Linked DNA regions of Rattus norvegicus: all the other regions are linked to region 2. Evidence: chromatin contacts called from public Hi-C data. All regions are on one chromosome and are shown on one strand. Each heading gives the region's core, a stretch centred on a gene start, on an enhancer-like site or on the middle of the called end of the contact. The rest is flanking DNA. Distances are from core to core; before and after follow the strand shown. Region 1 overlaps Atxn1 (ataxin 1). Region 2 holds the start of Atxn1 (ataxin 1). Region 3 has its middle 20 kb from the start of Stmnd1.

Region 1 (3,539 bases), core at 287-2,786, 380 kb before region 2:
GTCACCCGTGGTCTGCAGGCTGGGTATGCCTTTAGGACTCATGATGCTTTTGCTCAAGTTTGGTTCCATTTTTTCCCCTACTATCCTGTCTGAGAAGTGACAAGATCCTTCTGTGCTGGTGATGTGAGGATGGGTGGCCGCCGGTTTTAAGGTCTGTAAATAGCAACTGGCTGCTTGGAATGGAAGGTGCTTCTAGAATTCGACACACACGGCCTTAAAAAAACACATTTCAAGGGTGAGGAATACGTGATGACGCTGTCTCTACACACACGATCCTGACATTCTCAGTGTGAGTGAGCTGGACTCCCCCCCCCCTCACCCGGCTTGCACAAACAAGAGGAAGGAATGGAGAAGGCTCATCAAAATTAGGCCGGCTTCACCACTGCAAACCTGCAAATCCCAAGCACCAAATGTTCCCCAAATCCCCAAGTCTGTGTGCAGCCCCAGGACACAAGTGAACAATTCCACACCTGGCCTCACATGGTGGATTTGAGTCACAAGGTAGGTTCACTAAAAATCTTACATAAAACAAAGGTGATTTTCTCCATCGGTAAAGCTCAAATACACGTTTGGGTCCCATTCTTAAGATCTCGTCTTACGTGCAAAAATATTTAAAACTGAGAAGGTAGTAAATGAAGAACACTTCTTGTCCTAAATTCTTTGGATAAGTGATACTTAACCACGCTAAGAGATGGGACCCTTGGTTAATGACAGAGGACACGGTGAGACTTCTTGGGGTCCTCACCTCAAGCCTTCCCATTTGACTCTATCACCAGAAGAAATTCTGGATGCTATAGACAGAGGTCCTTCAGTTTGGTTAACACAACATCCTTGGAGTATGCAGGAATGAGGCAACTGTCATAATGAGACAGCCTCGGGGTTGACTGACTGGGCTTGCCTCAGAGGAAGTGGGTCTGTATTCGCCACTTCACGTCTCGTCTCTTCAGTGGGCCTTCGATGCTGTGTCAGCACAGGACCTAGGACAGGGCTTCCCACACTCTCTTCGGCTCTGCACTGCTCACCATTTCATTAGTGTTTTGGTTATCATCTTTAGAGGTAGCAGAAGGCTGGAGGGGATATTTAGTGTGTTGTGATTAATATGCAAATATATCCTCAGGCTGGAAGTGATGGCATAGAACAAGAAAATTAAGATTAATGAGAATAAAAATAAATGCCCGGCCTTGGTTTTAATAGCTCAATTAGATTAGTTTGGAGAGCTCTGGCTTACAAATGGTTTAAACGAAGAAGTCTAGGACTTTTTTTTTTTTTTTTTTTTTTTGAGACAGGATCTCAGGTAGCCTAGGTTGGCTCACAGATATGCAATGTAGCTGAGGATGACCTTGGATTTCTGATTCTCCTGCCTCTGCCTTCTGGGTGTTGGGATTACAGATGTGTGATGAGTCCAGGGGCATGAGTCTGGACCAGGATGGAGGGGACGAGGCAAACATCTGGCTTGAGACATCTGTAGAAGCTGCTCTCACAGGGAGAATGCGGCTGCAGCTCGTTGTGGCCAGTGTCCTTTGGCTGCCTGCCCACTCTGGAATTCCTGGAAAGGCTTAAGACAGGAAAATGACCATCTGGATCCAAACAGGTCCCAAGAGGTTGGGTCAGAGTTTTTTTGAGAAAAGCTGGAAATGCCTTTCTGTCAGGACTTTTCCTGGTTTCAGTGTGGAAGCAAAAACGATCGAGCTTTCCAGTGTCCCTTGTGCCAGCTTCCCAAGTGCCCACGTGATCCACCACTTAGGCTGGACGGCTGGGAAGGGTCACGGGAACCTTCAGGGATCTTGATCTGGTCTAATGCAAACTGCTTTAAGGACAGGGGAAGGTGGCCTTCCATGTGGCCACAGCCCCAAGACTGCTAGGGCAAGGAGTCTACTCATCAGGGCAGCATTGTCAGAAAGGGGAGGAAGTAATTCTGCTGTGTTCAGCTCTTCGCCATGTCCTGTAACCCAGCTTCCTGTAGCGCTCATGAAACATTTCTCCATAAAATATCAATACAAAATGTTAACGCTATTGTTAAATAATGATAGGGAGGTGACACTGATGTGATCTTTCTCTCCCTGTCTGTCTGCAGGCACACACACACACACACACACACACACACACACACACACACACACACACACACCCTTTTCTCCCCATAACAGGTTCTCCTGCTGTTCCGGCTGACCTGGTTCTCCTTATTCCCCTGAATGCTGAGACTGCCGATGTGTCCCATCCTGTGTGGCTGCAACCGATGAGGAAGGACCCAAAGCTTCGGTGTAATGACAAGGATATGGTCAACCACGGTGTAAGGTCAAGGAAAGGGCAGGTTCCAATCCAAGCTTTCACTTCTACCTGACTACATCATCTTCTAAAATTCCCTTTCCTCCTTAATGCAATTTTTATTTTATTTGAATAATGCATACGCCCTGTTTAGGGAGATAATTACTTACCCGATGTGTAATTTTATCAGTAATGTCTCTGCTGATCAAAAGGGGAGACACTGACTTGCACAGAGCTTGGTATAATGTCCAATAGCTCAATCAATGCTAACCGTGATCCGTAGGATTCTGCAGCTATCCCTTCACTGCTGCCCAGCAATCAGCTCCTGGTCCTGTGATGACATCAACCTTCCCCTTTCAAACCACCCCTCCTGTCAAACAGCTGGGCTTTTCTTTCTCTCACATCTGCATGGCTATTTGAAAGTTCATCGTCTTTCTTTGCTTAAGAGACAGGGCCATATTCATAACCATTCCTAAGACAGGATTCCATTCACATCAAAAGGATCCGAGAGTGATTCCACACAGAGAGAACGCTCAGAAGGGCTGGATGTGAAACTCAAGCGTGGCATTTCTTGGCAAGGGTTAAGCTCGGTTCCTGGTCTTACTGTCTGTACTTCTATACTTTTTGGATGAGTAATTCCCAAAAGGCATTGTGGGGAGATGGAGAATCTCCTTCCCCCACAGGGAGGACTGCCAGCAGACACACACACACACACACACACACACACACACACACACACACACACACACACTTGCCGCTTCTCTGCACAGCAGTGAGCTAAGTGCTCTGACAGCTACATCCTGTATCCTGCGCCATGGGCCACCAGGGGGCCGGACTTCCTGAAGTTAGGATGGACCAAGACTTCTCAGAGTTGAGGATGTGAAATTTCCTATCTAACTAGAAGAATTTATTTTTTTAAAAAGGAACTAAAGCACTCTGGGAAGGATTTAAGGTATTCTTTGCCCTTGATGCGAAACTTCCAGAAAATTCTCAAGTTCATTTGCCAACTCTCAGTCAAGGTTGCTCATACACTGGTTTCCCTTCTGTGTGCTTTTCCAGTCCGTGGGTAGTATGGTTTGGGTGTAACCTGAAAGTTCACATTTTAGAAATGCAACCCCTAAAGCAACACTGTTGGGTGATAGGTTAGGGTCAGTGGGGAGGGCTCTGCCCTAAGAAATGACTACTGTCATTATTTCAGGGATGGGTCAGTCATGGCAGGTATGGGTCAGTCGTGGCAGGTATGGGTCAGTCATGGCAGGTATGGGTCAGTTGTG
Region 2 (3,252 bases), core at 379-2,878:
GTCCTGGCCCCCCGCCCGGCGCGCGAACACACGCGCACGCACACACACACACACACACACACACACACACACACACACACACACACACACACACGCACCTACACACTCACACGCACTTACTCCCTGCTCTCCGACCCCGCCTCACCTCTCGCTCCGCCCGTCCGGCCCCTTCCCTACCCCCTGCGGGACTGGCCTGCGCGCTCGGCTGCAACCACGTAGGAGGCGGCGGCGGCGGCGGCAGCCCGGGCAGTGGCGGCGTCTCGGGCCCCGAGTGAACGAGCCGCGGGGCTCCGGGGCACATCCCAATCCCCGCAGCGCCTCCTCCGCCGCCGCCTCCTCCTTCCCCTCCTCCCGTCTTCATTCACCCTCCCTGCCGCCGCGCAGGAGAGCAGTCCCGGCGCAGGGCAGCGCCCGCAGCTCCTCCGCTACTGCCGCGGGCGCCGGCAGGGACGCCGGGCCGAGCTGGGGCGCTCGCGGGCTCCCGGCTCCCGGCTCCCGGCTCCAGCTCCGGTGGCGGCGGCTGCCGCTGCTGCTGCTGCTGCTTTGGATCAGGAAGCGGCCGCACCAACAGGGCGGCGGTGGCGGCTGCAGCTAGGGCCGGTCCCTGTCGCCTCTCCCACTGCGCTGCGATGGCCCGCGTGCCCTTGCCCCCTGAGCCGCCACCTCTCCGCGCCCCCGAGCCTCCTGCAAGTCCCCTCTAGGTCCCCTCCTGGCCCCGAGACGCTGGCCTGGGCGGGGAGACCCCAAGCTCGGGGTTGCCTCTCTCAAGCTAGGCGACCCCGGGCGGGGAAGCCCAGCCCTCCCTCGAGCCCCCGCAGCGCTCGCCGCCCCCACTCGGGAGGGGGGCTGTTGAGGAGTGAAGAGGGCAGCGCGACCCTCCGCGGCTGCCGCCTCCCCCTACGCCACACGGAAGGAGGAGGACGGGGCTCTATGCGCTCGCCGCCGCCGGACCAGCAGCAGCCGGAGCGGGGCGCCGCCGTTCTCCCCACCCGCGCCCCCCGCCCGGGCGCGCCCCCTCTCCTGGCGGCCGCCCACCCAGCCCCTAGCTGCTCCCCTTGCTAGCCGCTCCTGCTCCCAGTGGGGGTCCCGAGCCGGGAGGCAGGAGCCGGGCACTGGTGTATGTACACAGTCACACATACACTCGCGCGCGCCTGCACACACACCACACACACACACACACACACACACACACACACACACACACACACACACACACACACACACCACGACGCGTCGGTTTCCTTCGCTCCTCTTCCAGCTGTTTTCCGTGCAGCCCATTGAGACTGGGGGAGGGGGGTTTTATGCTGGATGTTTCTTTGGCCCCCTCTCCGGAGAGAGCGGATTGGGGTGCGGGAGGAGGTGATTTTAATCTAAATCGGGGGGAGGGGGAGGGGGGAGAGAAAGAATCAGAGGAGGAAAAAAAATAGCCACTTACTGTAAAGTGTAAATGGATCTGGGGTTGCGTGGGGAAGGGGGAACAGAGGGAGAGACACAGTGTCCTGCGGCTGTTGTAGCTCTAGCTGCGGCTCCACGGGGCTTGTTTTGGATCCCCCTGCAGTGAAACAGGTCCTGTACGGCTCCTCCACTGTAGTAGAAATGATGTCTGCGGTATACTCTGCTCTCTCCTCCTCCTCCTCCTCCCCCCTCCCCTCCCTCCTCCCTCCGCCCGCCCTCCCTCCCTCGCGCTCTCTCTCGCGCTCGCTCGCTCGCTCCAGTATGTAAATGTGTAATAGAAGCCAAATATGGAGCAGTTGGCTGCCGCCGCCGCAGCTCAAGGATCCGACTTCATGGGGGGGGGGGGGGGGAGAGGCACCCTCTGGCAGGCGGCCCGGCGAGCCGCACAGAGCACGGCGAGCGCACGGCGCGGCTGCCGGCCCGCGCCCTTAACCCTTCTATGCACCCGGGCTGGGGCAGCGCTCGCTCCAGGGGAGGCCGGGTGTCTCTCCGCAACTGCGACTCCAGATCCCGGACACCGACCGGAGGGAACTGTGCCTTCCAGGTTTGAGAAAGGGGCGGGGAAGTTGGGGCGATGAGGTCATTGGAGTGGTGACCGATCGGTGCTCGCGCGCCTCCCCGGCTCCCTGCAACCTAGTTGGAGGGGGACAGGGTGAGTGCAGGGTGCAACTCAGGCAACCTGGGAGACTCAGAGCAACGGGTGTCAGGCTTTGACTCCCACCTGGTAAAATACCCAAGGGGGCGGGGAAGTCGGCTGATTCTAATTACGAAGCACCCAGGGTGCCCCTGGTGAGCATCTAAGAGGACTCTTTGTATCCCCGCGGTTAACTAGCCAGCCCGCCAGTCCTGAGCCACCCGATGCTAGGCCGGTGCCTTCTGCCTTGGCTTGCAACTCCGGAAAGTTCTCAGGCTTCCCCAGCTTGCACCGGCACCCTCACCTTTCCTGCCTGGACAAGCTGGCGACCTCCTGGGCCTCCTTTCAAATTCTGCTGGTCTAGAAATCTGCTATGAGCATCGAACGTCTCAGCTCTAGCCCTGGTAACCGAACTGCTGCTCACTCCTCACAGCTAACTGTGGACCATTCATCTCATCTCAAGTGAGGTAACCCGTGCACTGAGCAGTGGATGGTGGTTCTCGGGAATCCAAGGCGAAAGAACTTCCCACCTTGGCCCGGTGGCTAAACGCAGACGCGGAGTCCCCACCCGCCCCCTCCGGCTACACCTCAGCCGGGTGTGAGCTCCGTGGGAAGGAATCTTCTCCGGAGGAGTGCACCTTGCCAACAGGTGTGGCATCCGAAGGAAGAGCCCGCACCTCCCCAGGAGGGTCGCTCGGTGTGGCGATCTCTTTGCTGCAGATAATTCTTGAAGACCAGTAGGTGTCAGGCCAGCATCTGACCTCTTTCAGGTGCTTAAAACTAAGAGTCTGGAAACTTGATCCCTTGGTCTCGCTGGAAGCCACTACTATTGACTGTAGCTGGATTTGAGAGACCTTTTGGCTCAGTTTACGTAGGACCTAACAGTTAGTCACTATCTGAAGCAGCGTACAGAGTCACCGAGAGAAACGTGTGAGCTTTTAAACTACTGTATTGTGGAGCCCGCACTTCAGAAGTTAAAAAAGAAATGCCGTGTGTGTGTGTGTGTGTGTGTGTGTGTGTGTGTGTGTGTGTGTGTGTGTGTGTGTGTAGGATACAAATCTATTCTCAGGTTTTGAAACACCGTGCACACATCCACGGTTGTTTAAATAGAACTACAACTGTTCTCTTCCCCCTCCCCGCCCCCACCGCCCCTCTCCCCCGTA
Region 3 (3,248 bases), core at 719-3,218, 300 kb after region 2:
ACTAAAAGTTGTATTTATCATTCTTATCCTGTACAGTTGTTCTCTACTTGTGTGTTTAAAAATACGTTTAGTGTTCTGAAATCCCGAAAGCGTCCTTCCAAGTTTTAAAATTTTACCTCTCGAGTCTAAATCCATAACCCATCTGTTATGGTTCGATATGAAATGTTCCCTGAACGGGTTCATGAGTGAACACACAGCTGGTGGCGCTATTTGAGGAATTTCTGAAAACCTTAGGAGGTTGGGCCTGGCTATAGGAAGTAGGTCACCAGACCCCAACCCTTTGAGGTATATTTTCCCATAGCTCTTCCTGTCTGCTTCCCTGCACTTCCTGTCAGCAGTGTAACAAAGAAATCCCAGTGCCCTGGGCTTCTGCCCAAACCCATCAAGTCAAATGACCATAGACAAAAATCCTTCAACCTTTTGGTTGTATATAACCAGCATTCAATAGCAGCTGTGGAAATCCAATATAACATCTACGGATCACTTCCTCATGTGCCATTTCCTTTTCAAACCCTAAGCTGAATTCTACATCCTCTGGATTAACTGGTAATGCTTTTGAGTCACCGAGGGGCTCTTCATTGTACTGTGTAAGTTCTCCGGACACAAGTGACTCCATCTGAAAAGATCTTCCCTCTGTTTCCACAGGTCCCCACTCTCTGCAAGTGCTGCTTCTCAGTCTGGTCCTTAGCTGGTCCTCCTGGGTTCTTCGTACACTTGCTGTACTGTCCCTAGAGGCAATCTCATCTATTTCTGGGGCTTTTCACGGGTGACTCCCAGAACTGAGTCTCTGCCTTACATCATCCCCCTTAGCTCCTTACTCCCCCACTTGAATCTCTCCTGGCATCCGAAATGATCATGCGTAAAACTGAGCCCTGGCTCCTCTTCTGTTCATCATCCTCCCTTCCCTGGTTCAGTAAATGTGACCTCCTTCCACCACATCCCATGCTAGATGCTAAATGGTCACCTTTGACACCCAGCTCCTGCCTCACCTGCTTTGCTCACTGTGTGTCTGGGATCTGTTTTGTCCTCTCTCTCTTCCCTGTGAAGCACTTGTCACGCGTCTCCAGGTGACGAGACTCTCTCCCTGTCTCCTCTCCATTCCTCCTGCTTTGACTCCAGCTCCCTTCCAAACATTTCCCCAAAACAGAAGCCAGGCTGACCTTACAGAAACATTAATGGATCGATCGACATTTAATTTTCTGAATAAAATAGATCTCAGACTCTTAACATTATCTGGAGAGTATCCTGCCATTAAAGGACATCACATCTCTCTAGTCAGTCCAGCTTTCCTTGGGGTCAACCTAGAGCACTGTTCCCTGAGTTGGTTCTTCATTTGTCTCTCAGATATCAGTTTCTGACCATCCCTCCCCCATAGGAGACCATCTTGCAGACACTTATTCTCTTCATATCATGTGTGGAATTTGCGAGTAGAGGGTTGATAATTAATCCATTGTGGTAGCCTGGGCCAGGGACTACACTTGTGTCATACTGCTATCTCTGCAGAACACAGTGCCTAAGCCTACATTAGGAACTTAAGAAGCCTATATTACATGTAGCAGACTCATGCAGGAGCTGAAGGACAGACAGAGCTCTTAGATAGGACTCCAAACGTCCGACTCCAGTCGTGTTTCTTTGAGAAGGACGCTGGGAGGATCACCTTGTGACTGGTCTCACGTTTATTGATAAACTTTGCCTCTTAGGCATCTCCACCTGCAGCCTAGTCGTTTCTCCCTTTCTCCAGAAGATTCCCCTGTGAAAGGGAAACAGGAAAAAGGGAGTAAACGCTCCCTGCTCAGAAGTCTGCCCCGCTGTATGGGCTGCTTCCCCTGATTATTACTGTTACTTTGAGAGGAGACATAATTAGTGGATTAGTACTTAATTGTAACGTAGACAGTAGCACCAGATCATCCACCTAAGTTTATTCGGTGCCTTGGACGCCGTAGAAGCAAGAGTAGCACTTAGTATTGATGTGGTGATATCGCCCCCCAGTGGCCATTAGTGACTTAGTCCTCTGCATCAGCATCTCAAAGCTGCTGTTCATAAAGAAGGCTTGCAGCTTCCATGACAGGCTGGGAGAGAGTCACCACTTTCACTTCTCTCAGAGTAAAGCCAGGAAGTGAGTCTCTCTAGGAGCATTGACCTAGCCAGCACCCTTTCCTTGAAGGAGACCTGAAGACATTGTTGTCCCTTCTCTGGCACTCTCTCAATAAACAACTGGCATAGCTGAGAAGCCTTTTGGTCTTTAAAAGGAACACGACAGGAGCTTGTAGATCCATGCTTAGATGTTTGGACAGGAAAAATTATCTACAAGGTCACAGAACTCCTGCCAAGTATGCGACATGAAATCACAGGCAACCATTGCTGCATATCCTTAGGAAGTGCCATTGTTCAAGTGGCTTCAGGCTTCTATGACAAGTCTCTCTAAGTAGCCCAGGATGGCTTAGAACTCATTATGTGCCCCCAGGCTAGCTCAAACTCACATCTATTTGTAGGATGATGTCATTATGCAGGTGAAGGCAGGTACAAGATAGAACGAGGCCTGTTACTGGACGAGAAGGAAGGATGGGCGGGAGAAAAGTTTTAGAAAGGGGAGGAGACTGAAACAAGAGAAAGGAGAGGCAGCTGAGAGAACATGGAGGCTGATGTTAAGATTCCTCTCTGCACATTTACAGGTTGTTATGAATATTCTTAAGGGATGGATGTGTACAGGGCTTCGTATGTCTAGATGAGCAAATTATATCTTATCAATTGGATCAGAGGTTATTGTGTTGTGTGTTCTTTTTTTTTTTTTTTTTTTTTTTGGTTCTTTTTTTTTCGGGGCTGGGGACCGAACCCAGGGCCTTGTGCTTCCTAGGTAAGTGCTCTACCACTGAGCTAAATCCCCAGCCCCGGTGTTGTGTGTTCTTTCATGTGGCAATTCAAATTCAAGAGAGCGTGTGGTGGCTAGACACGCTAGCCCACCATGAAATTGGGATGTGTATGTCTGGCATGGTGGCAGCCTGCCTTGGGAACTGGATGGGTAGAGAGATTGCTGACAGGCTCAGAGAGTAGCCACCGGTAGTGTGATATGGGATGGAGCAGAGCGGGTGAGAGGCTTTGCTGACTGAGATGAAGATGTCTACCAGATGTCATGGGGCTCCTCCGTGCCGGATCTAGTGCGGGATAAAAGACGGTATTTTTTATAATTTTACAGTAACACCTATTCTCCTGCCTCAGCCTCCAAGAGAGAAGACTACAAGTATGAGCTA

The links. A called contact is a pair of places that touch in the nucleus more often than the background predicts.
Region 1: a contact with region 2 is called in a Hi-C map of the A7r5 cell line, with 5 times the contacts expected there. The contact joins the enhancer-like site here to the promoter of Atxn1 in region 2. A contact is called at or near these places in 4 of 12 Hi-C or Micro-C datasets (the A7r5 cell line, liver, mammary epithelial cells and 1 more).
Region 3: a contact with region 2 is called in a Hi-C map of frontal cortex, with 2.6 times the contacts expected there. The contact joins the enhancer-like site here to the promoter of Atxn1 in region 2. A contact is called at or near these places in 6 of 12 Hi-C or Micro-C datasets (the A7r5 cell line, Schwann cells, frontal cortex and 3 more) and 1 of 1 datasets of contacts at active chromatin or transcription factors (oligodendrocytes).

Annotation. Positions count from the first base shown.
Region 1 is chr17:19,324,943-19,328,481 of GRCr8, reverse strand. All of the region lies in intron 7 of Atxn1 (ataxin 1), which reads right to left. Among named protein-coding and RNA genes, the nearest start is that of Gmpr, 69 kb to the left of the region's middle. Within about 2 kb of position 1,536, at least 8 of the 93 cell types and tissues checked have an H3K27ac peak or open chromatin away from gene starts, as enhancers often do. A contact at or near this core is called in the A7r5 cell line and liver, where this site is marked.
Region 2 is chr17:18,942,145-18,945,396 of GRCr8, reverse strand. It overlaps Atxn1 (ataxin 1), which reads right to left and starts at 1,628. Exons shown (of 9, transcript NM_012726.3): 1 at 1,436-1,628.
Region 3 is chr17:18,644,716-18,647,963 of GRCr8, reverse strand. No RefSeq gene overlaps it. Among named protein-coding and RNA genes, the nearest start is that of Stmnd1, 20 kb to the right of the region's middle. Within about 2 kb of position 1,968, at least 2 of the 93 cell types and tissues checked have an H3K27ac peak or open chromatin away from gene starts, as enhancers often do.